Linked DNA regions of Sus scrofa: regions 1 and 3 are each linked to region 2. Evidence: chromatin contacts called from public HiChIP or PLAC-seq and promoter capture Hi-C data. All regions are on one chromosome and are shown on one strand. Each heading gives the region's core, a stretch centred on a gene start, on an enhancer-like site or on the middle of the called end of the contact. The rest is flanking DNA. Distances are from core to core; before and after follow the strand shown. Region 1 has its middle 55 kb from the start of C1H18orf63. Region 2 holds the start of CNDP2 (carnosine dipeptidase 2). Region 3 overlaps C1H18orf63.

The links. Promoter capture Hi-C pulls out the DNA fragments that hold promoters and counts their contacts. HiChIP or PLAC-seq counts read pairs in DNA pulled down with a chosen protein or histone mark.
Region 1: a contact with region 2 is called in an H3K27ac HiChIP or PLAC-seq map of alveolar macrophages. The contact joins the enhancer-like site here to the promoter of CNDP2 in region 2. A contact is called at or near these places in 1 of 5 promoter capture datasets (liver), 1 of 47 Hi-C or Micro-C datasets (embryonic fibroblasts) and 1 of 2 datasets of contacts at active chromatin or transcription factors (alveolar macrophages).
Region 3: a contact with region 2 is called in a promoter capture Hi-C map of fetal liver, with 3 times the contacts expected there. The contact joins the enhancer-like site here to the promoter of CNDP2 in region 2. A contact is called at or near these places in 3 of 5 promoter capture datasets (fetal liver, fetal skeletal muscle and liver) and 17 of 47 Hi-C or Micro-C datasets (brain, embryonic fibroblasts, epiblast stem cells and 9 more).

Annotation. Positions count from the first base shown.
Region 1 is chr1:149,668,605-149,671,512 of Sscrofa11.1, reverse strand. No RefSeq gene overlaps it. Among named protein-coding and RNA genes, the nearest start is that of C1H18orf63, 55 kb to the left of the region's middle. Within about 2 kb of position 1,497, at least 6 of the 83 cell types and tissues checked have an H3K27ac peak or open chromatin away from gene starts, as enhancers often do. A contact at or near this core is called in alveolar macrophages, where this site is marked.
Region 2 is chr1:149,582,758-149,585,974 of Sscrofa11.1, reverse strand. It overlaps CNDP2 (carnosine dipeptidase 2), which reads left to right and starts at 1,656. Exons shown (of 12, transcript NM_001243707.1): 1 at 1,656-1,696.
Region 3 is chr1:149,687,017-149,690,216 of Sscrofa11.1, reverse strand. C1H18orf63 reads left to right here. Exons shown (of 15, transcript XM_013993265.2): 13 at 1,285-2,301; 14 at 2,497-2,586. The coding sequence ends at 2,553. Among named protein-coding and RNA genes, the nearest start is that of C1H18orf63, 37 kb to the left of the region's middle. Within about 2 kb of position 1,411, at least 3 of the 83 cell types and tissues checked have an H3K27ac peak or open chromatin away from gene starts, as enhancers often do. A contact at or near this core is called in fetal liver, where this site is marked.

The DNA.
Region 1 (2,908 bases), core at 248-2,747, 86 kb before region 2:
ACACTGTTGGTGGGATTGTAAATTGGTGCAACCACTGTGGAAAGCAGTATGGAGATTCCTCAGAAAACTAAAAATAGAACTACCATTTGATCCAGCAGTCCCACTCCTGGGGCATCTATCCAGAGAAAACCATGACTGGAAAAGACACATGAACTCCAGTGTTCATTGCAGCACTATTTACAATAGCCAAGACGTGGAAACAACCTAAATGTCCATCGACAGAGGAGTGGATCCAGAAGATGTGGTACATATACACAATGGAAGATTACTCATCCATCAAAAAGAACGGAATACCAGCATTTTTAGCAACATGGATGGACCTAGACACTATCATGCTAAGTGAAGTCAGCCATACAATGAGACACCAACATCAAATGCTTTCACTGACATATGGAATCTGAAGAAAGGACAGACAGAACTTCTTTTCAGAACAGATGCTGACTCACAGACATTGAAAAAACTTAATGGTCTCCAGAGGAGACAGTTTTGGGGGTGGGGGATGTGCTTGGGCTGTGGGATGGAAATCCTGTGAAATCAGATTGTTATGATCATTATACAACGACAGATGTGATAAATTCATTTGAGTAATAAAAAAAATGGAAAAAAAATTACAGCAGGGGAGTGGGATGGACTGGGAGTTTGGGTTTAGTAGATGCAAACTATTAACTTTAGAATGGATAAGCAATGTGGTCCTACTGTACAGCACAAGGAACTATATCCAATCTCCTGGGAGAAGAATATAAGAAAAAGAATGTATACATATACATATATATATATATATATATATATATATGTATGTATTTATGACTGTGTCACTTTGCTATACAGCAGAAATTGCACAATATTGCAAATCAACTACACTTTAACAAAAATTTTTTAAAAATCACAGCATATCCACAAAATGGAAGGTTTTAAAAATTACTTTTGGGGGTCATAATTTACATAGACAAAAGCAATATACGAAAAACATACACTTGAATTTTGAAAAGGAAAATATTCATCTATATTCCATGTGCAAAAACTTATGAAAGAAAATGCATCAGAACATTACCAAAAAAAGACATTATCAGTGGTTACGCTGTGTATTGTTTGGGGAGATCCATTTCTTTATATACATTTTTAAATGCCCAAATTGTCCATAATAAACATGAATTATTTATATTGTGGAAAAGACAATTCATGTTATTTTAGAAAATAGAAAAAAAGGAAAAAAATAGATGGAATAAGACACAGCATTTTCTCTTTCGGCCAGACAGCCATTTCCATTTGCTTGCTCTATGCAAAAAATATCATGGGAGTGATACTATTTAAATTTAGGTTAATTCCACTTTGGTTTTCCTTTATTATTCTTATCTGTTTCACCTTCTTCATGACATTAGACATGTTTCATTCGAACATGTGCCAAGTTATTGCTTATGCTCTTTCTAGGGCATTAGGCAATCACCCAGATCCTTCTAAATAGTCCTTCCAAAGAATCATGACAGGAACACTGCCAGAGAACTTCACCCAGTACTTCTCATGACAGGAAGATGATGAAATGGGAGGGCCCCGAAGCCTTATAGGGAGTCCCAGTAACTCATTTAATTGAGAAATTGTAGTTTCAAGTAGTAGAAACCACAAGAGCAGATCGGCTTTCTCAATCGTGAATATTTATGTAACTGCTGGAGCCAGGGTAAGTATATGCTTCCCAGGAACCACATGGATCCCCAAAGAGAATTCAGGGCCATTGTTAAACTGGAAGAATAAGTGGATGCTGGGGAAAAAACCAATGTTGACTGAAAGCTGTAATCCCCAAGTCATGACCTCATTGACTTGTAACCACAAACCTGGTGGTCATATTTCTACTAAAATAGGTTTTCACTCATTTGTCAAATATTTAGTTTGCTCCTACTATGTTCCAGGAATTGTGTTAGTGGCCAGATATACAATATCAGATGTAGAAGACTTCATCTAGTCTCCCCCAAGCAGTCAGGAAAAAGAGGCAATTAAATGGGTGATAAAGAGATGTTAAATGCTACCACAAAGGAAGTACAATGAGCTATAGTAGAAGCTATCTATAGCAGCAGCAGGGCTTCCAGAAAGAAGAGAAGTTTAAGGTAGGATTTTTCCATGTGTGGAAGCTAATAATGTGGCCTGGAGGTAAAAGAGTGGTCTAGGAACATGTCTGAAAAGACCCAGAGGAAGGTATGATAACTCTAAGAAACTCAAGAAGATCAGTGAGGCTGGAATGCAAGGAGGAAGTAATGAGAGATGCTGCTGAACAGAAGAAATAGAAGATCTGGGGTGAGAGGAAGGCAAGACTGGATATGGAGATCTGTTAGGAGGCTGAGATAGCATGATGGAGAGAAGTAAACTAAGAAATATTTAGGAAGTAGAACTGACGGGACTTAGTGATTAACAAATGTGGTGTAAGCTTAGAATACTGATGCTAGGTCTTTCTCTTTTCTAATATAATGTCCCTCAAAGCACTGATTTAGCTGCATCTCATAATTTTGACTTGTGATTTCATCTTTTTCAGTTTAAAATACTTCCATATTTCTATTTAGAAGTTTAATTTCCAAATATTTATGATGTTTTCAGATGTTTTTCTGTTATTGCTTTCTAGTAATTCTGCTATGGTCATTTATTTTAAATTTACTTAGACTTGTTTTCTAGACTGGTAATTGGTGTATGTACTGAGCCACCCAAAGCCCAGTCAATTCTTTTCCCTTTTTATGTGGCCATACCTTGCCATTCTGACTTTTCCTTCTTTCTCTTTTTTCTTTTTCAATGGTCTCTCCTCTAGTGCAGAGAAGTGAAGAGAAGGTCAGGCCTGCATGGATTTCTTGCAGACTGGGGATCTTTTCTCAACATTGCCTTTGAGGAACAATGCATTAACATCACAAAAGTAAGCAATAATTTTAACATT
Region 2 (3,217 bases), core at 407-2,906:
GCTACTCAGTTTTTGGTATTTTTGTCATAGCAGCCTGAAGAGATCAAGATACTCAATGCCAGGCATGTTCTAAGTTCTGTACTAATTCTTTAAAAGCCAAAATTCTCCAAACGAAAGGGCAATTTGAAATACAATTTGAAAGTATGCTATTAGAGAATGCCTCCTTACTCAAGGCCACCTGTCTGTTGCATATTTTGCTTTCTTTCAAGGGCAGGAGGTAGAAAGTTCCATCTGCTGACAATTAACATTATATTTTCAAATATAAGGGTTCTACATCAAGATAAAAATTTGCATTTTCTTAACTTTTATTCAGATTTGCAGGAGAAATATTTTCATTAACGTTTCTCAAATGATTATTAGGTACTGTAAATGCATATTCAGTTTTAATTTTATCTTTTATTAAAGTATATTGATTTACAATGTTGTGGGCATATTCACTTTTTACTTGTACCCAAGCTTCCTCTTTGCTCTTATTTAGTACCACCACATACCCGTAAAATTTTAATAAACAGGTAATGTGTTACAGATTTTACTCTAAATCACTTTTTGCCATGTTTTTCACCAAATTCAGTCTCATTCCATCAAGAATCTCATTTATAGATAGCCGAACTAATTTTTTTAAAGCCTAATAGATTTGAGTGAAGGATATATGTCCAATAAATTCAAATTACTTACAAAAGTGTATAATATATGTAGGTGGTTTTTAATCAATCATGTACTACTAATAATTGTAATAAGAATTTAATCTAGAAGAGAAAAAAATTAACAGAATTTTCTAGTTACAGGAAAGTAAATACTGATTTAAATTTTTATACATATTGTACAAATGTATAAAAGTATAACAGTATCATTAATAGTATCAAGTATAAATGATATTTAATGATTTATAAATGAAATGCTGCAATTAAAAAAAATTCTGCAACGGATATTGATGAAAACAGAATTTCAAGGGAAAAACAAACCATGTAAAAATTTAAGTAATCTTATTTAAAAATATTTACAGGATGTGAGGAACTACATCCATTCCAACTATAAAATTGTCATTAAAACTACAACAACAACATAGAATATGGGAAGGGTAAAATCTTTCCCAAATTTTTTGGGTGATGCTCTAAAGGAGATAATCACACCCTCGGAGAAATAGTAGACGCTCAATAAGTAAATGGTGGGTCTACTTTCTTCATTAATTCCTAGGATTACTGGATCTAAATACTAAAATAATTCCTCTTAGTAACGGTGAAGGCTTGGTGAACAAAGTGCCAAAGATACGTGAAACGGAAACCTGTGTGACCAGGAAAACATGCTTCAGGAACCCGCGGGAATGGGGACTCTGGGTAGGGGGGTGTGGGCACCTCAATCCCGGACCACTTCACACAAAACACTACCTCTCCAACCCCACGGTTGAGGCAAAAGGCGGAAGACCAAAGTAGATCGCCGCCGGGCTCGCGCTTTTAAGCCCTGGCCTCCCAGGTCTCAGCCTCGCCTCCTGCCGGCGCCGCGCTCCGAACAGCGGAGGGCGGGGCGGCGCAGTTTCCGGCCAGGTCCGGGATTGGCGGACTGCACGGCGGCGAGGCGGGGATACGCCAGTGCTCCGGTCGAGGTCTGGGATTGGTGGATGGGGCGGCTGCGGGGCGGGCCCGCACAGGGGGCGTGACCGAGACACGTGGTGCGGAACCCGAGCTGTAGCAGCTGGCTGGTGAGCGGCCTTCCCGGGGAAGGAGGTCCCTGTGGACAGGGAGGTTCCTGCAGGCGGCGGGAGCAGGGCCGAGGCCGGGAGCGTGGGGTCCAGGCCGCCTCCCGGCAGGCAGGGGAGACCGGTCGCTGCGCGGCGGGCCAGGGACCAGGCCAGCTCTGAGGGGCCTGTGGCCGGCCCTGACGGGAGAAGAGGGCGTCCACTCAGAATGCGGCCCGCTCCAGTCAGAATGGGGTCCGGGGCGGCGGCGGGGAGGACGCACACTGACCCGCCTGTGAGCAACCCCTCCCCACCCCCGCCCTCCGCAACAGTGAGGCCCGCAGAAAACTAAAGCCTGTCTCTCGGCTGCAGAGACCTTTGGCGGAGGCCTGAGGTTGGTGTTGCAGGACGGCCTGCGCTCAGGGTCGGAGGCCCGGGGTCAGGGTCTCCACCCTCACTTAAGGCTGGGAGGTTGCACGTGGCTGCCCTGAGGCAGTCTCCGGGAGTGATGCTTGGTCCTGCGTCGGCCTGTCCTGAGTCCTTGGGCCTCCGACCCGCCCTCGCCCGCGCGGGAACCTGGTGCTGACTCAGCGACCCGGCGGAGATTTTATTTATGCCTTTGTCATCCCTGGTGTTTGCAGGGAGGGGTGGTGAGGAATAATTTTGTAGAACTGTATGTTTGGGATTAAAGTTCTAGATTGAGCAAATCAGAGGTTCCTACTCCTGTTGCAGTGGTTTTTACACAGAGCTGAAGCCCTCATTCAAGAGTCCCTTTACTTTTGCATGTGCCTTGAATTAAGGAGGTCAGGATGGAGCCTCAGAACTGAAAGAATCTTTGTAGGGATTGCTGGGTGGTTCCAGGTGGTACCACCAGCCCTTCTTCCCCTCACTGGAGTTTCAGTGTTGAAGTTACTTTACTCCCCAGGAACCTTAGATTCCAAGAAGGGAGTGAGGCTGGTGTTTACTTCCAGACAATAGGGTTTGCTTTTGTTCACTCCAACTCAATGCTTTTACCCTAATAAATGGGGTTCACCAGGGCATATAAAAGTGGTCCCCATTTAGAGTTCCCTCCTGGCTCAGCAGGTTAAGTATCTGGCGTTGTTACTGCTGTGGCTCAAGTCATTGCTGTGGTGGGGATTCTGGGAGCTTCTGCATGTCATGGTGCAAGTCCCCCCACCTTAGCCCCCCAGAAAAAAGTAGTCCGTTGTAATGGCTTTGGTACTGGCCAGTTGGTGAAACAGGAATAACTGTGCATGGGAGGGAGAAAGGGGCTCTGGCCTAACCTCTCTGACCCAGTTAGCAGTTCAGAGATGTTGTTTTTCCACCTGGTGAGGTGGCAGGAAGAGCTGAATAATCCAGTCTCTGTTTACTCTCCTTTGGTTAAAGATTCAACTTAGATAGCTATATATTTGACTTTAGCTGGAAGGCGATTGGTTAACTGGGCTGCAAAAAGCATAATGCTAATGAGAATATATCACAGTGAGCATGGAATTTGTGCTGTGTAATGACCAGGAACTCAAATGAAGAGTATCTGGTGTAGCATAC
Region 3 (3,200 bases), core at 162-2,661, 100 kb before region 2:
ATATGGAGTACTTAGAGTGGGCAAAATCATAGAGACGAAAGTAGTATAGAGTTTACCAGAGCTATGAGGAGAAAAAAATGGAGTTATTGCTTAAAGACTACAAAGTTTCTATTAGGATAAAGAAAAAGTTTTGGAAATAGATAGTGGTGATGGTTACACAACAACAGTACAATGGGCATTGTACTTAATGCCACTAAATTGTAAGCTTAAAAATGGATAAAAAGATACATTTATGCTTTATATGTTTTTACCAAAAATTTTAAAAAAGACTACAAACGCTTGTTTCTCTTTGATGTATCTGACAAGTCAACTTGACAAATACTTGCTAAATTGCTGCCAGGTACCAGGCACTTTGGTAGGCAATGAGAATACAAAATGATTAAGACATAGTCACTGCTATAGTGTCAAAATCCTACTTATTCCGAAAGGCCTAGTATAGTTACAATCACCTTTCCATTATACTCTCTTTGAATAAGTATTTTGTTAGTAACTGTGTGAAGGATTTAAGAATGTGAAGGATGTAAGGATAAGTAACTCATGGTTCCTACCTTCAAAAAATCTAGTGTCTACCTAGGGAGGTTGAACTTACACACTAATAGTGCTACCTTGTCCTATTTTTTTTTTTTTTTTTTGTGATAAATACTAACTGGGAAGCTGAGAGGGGAAAAAATGGGGAGAAGAGGAAAAGACTTCTGAGGGAGACAGCAACATGCGCACATTTGGAAGATAATGATAGTAGTTAAGTGTAAAGTTTTTATAGTTGATTTATATAGAATTTGGAATACAACTTCATCCTAAAATATTAAAAGGATGATGTCCGAAGAAGGATACAGATCATAAGAAATAGTCACATGTCCTGGAGTTCCCATCGTGGCTCAGCAGGAGACGAATCAGGCTAGGAACACTGAGGTTGCCGGTTCGATCCCTGGCCTTATTCAGTGGGTTGAGGATCCGGCGTTGCTGTGAGCTGTGGTGTGGGTCACAGATGTGGCTCGGATCTGGCGTGGCTGTGGCTATGATGTAGGCTGGCCACTACAGCTCTGATTAGACCCCTAGCCTGGGAACATCCATATGCCTCGAGTGCAGCCCTAAAAAGACAAAAGGCAAAAAGAAAAAAAAAAATTCACAAGTCCTCAATAAAGCTCATTTGGTTTTTGTTTTTCTTTACCTGTTGTATATATTATAGTGTTACTTTATATTCTTATTCTGATGGTATTTTATATCATTGCTTTTCCATTAAGGACATTATTGCATTTTCTAAATTTCTAACCTTTATCCTTTCAGGAAAACAAAGTCAGGCCGCCCAATCTAACCACTAAACAAAAGTTCAGGTCCTCTCTGGCTCAGGCACCTTCCATAAGATCCCCCCCAGCTCAAAGTCTTCTACAGTGTTCAGTAGCCATGCACCACAAGGTGGAGCTTTCAGTCAGCCAGCCAAAGCCCTGCGTGTCCTCAGCTTTGCACCTCCAGCGAGAATCTGTTCAAAACAGAAAGAAATCCCTGTCTGACAAGGCAGCACAAGTACATTTGGAAGTACCAAAGCTCAACAGAGGAAATACTCCAATGCAAGACATAAATGTTGGCTCCCAACATAATATTGCTCCTAAATTCATACCAGTTTTCAAAAATCAACCAATACAAATGAACAAAAATATCTTAAAACCCGAGAACCTGAAAAGAAAACAGCATATTGTTATAGAACCTAAGTTGTTTTCACTCAAAACTAGTGTGATCCAGGATGACAAACTGAATTTAGATCCAGTTATAAAAAAAAGATGTAATCGCAGCATTCAGATGACTGCTAGAAATGTAAATCCAAAGACTTCTAGATCTCTGCAAGAAAAAAACACTGAGTCCTATGAAAACACTGAGTCCTATGCTTCTAGTGTAAAATCATTGCCTGTGAGTTTAAATGAAAGTAAACAACTATCTAATAGTTCAGTATTTCAGGTGTCAAATAATAATTTAGGTGTAATAAAAAGTGCTGTTGACTTCCAAGCAACTGGGAAAGAAAATTTGACAAGCAAATATAAAACACAAATCTTAAGGAAAGGCCACAATTCACTAAAAGTGAAAAGGCAACCATACATTTTTGAATCAGACACAGAAACAGAAGATCCCCAACTGCTACATCAACAAGCAGTTGATCAAACTAAAGAAGATGATGTAAGTAACCACCAATTAATAGTAAGCAGAATACCCCACAGGTCTAAAAGAGAATTATGTCAGGAATCTTCAAAAACTCCAAAGAGGCCTCATTCTAGTACTATCCGTCATGGACAATCCAGTTCTAGGAACCAGGTAAAGAAAAATTTTTTAAATTTTAATCTGGGGATATTTATCATGTGATAGACCTTTAAAACCCCCAAAATAAATATTTAAATTATTCGTCCAAGGACTTCTAGAAACACATTAAGAAAAAGATTCTATTCAAACACAACTGCAAGTATATACCCTTAATTTATAACAAAATGTGATTCTTCAATCTGGTTACAGATACGTAACTTGGACAAATCAAAACCTAAGAAATCTCTCGTCATTTCTAAAGCTTAGGACATGGATGTGAAAGAAGGAAATATCCACCAGGTAATTTAGGTGATATCTTCTGCTTTATTTTTTATTATGCTGTCCAAATTGGAATTGCCAGGTTTAGGGATCCCCAATCTTGTGTACCAAAGAATTCCTTAAAGTCTGAAAATCAGCAAGGATATAGAAAATGGCGGGGATAGTACAACCCTTGACTAAGGACTGTAAACAGCAACTGCTATATGTTGTAAGGCCTCTAAAAATGGATGAGGTAGAGAGGACCAATCACTAGCTCCCACCCACTCTGTTCTGGGGCCTTTGTAGAGAGGGCGGGGCAGCAGCAGACTGCCTAAAGATGGAAAATTCCACAGCCATTAGGACATCTACCTTTTGGACTCTCATCCAAGATAATTAACCTTAAATGGTGTCTCAGAAGCTAATCATTAAGTTAAAGTTTACTCCAAAAATTTTTGCAGTGCTGGCTAAACTTAAACTTGAGATTTAGCTGATAATGCTAAGTCTACGCCAGAGCCACAGCAATGTGGGATCCAAGCCTAGTCTGTGACCTAAACCATAGCTCACAGCAATGCTGGATCCTTAACCCACTGAGCAAGGCCAGGGATTGAACCCACATGCTCATGGATACTAGTTGGGTTTGTTACCACTGAGCCACA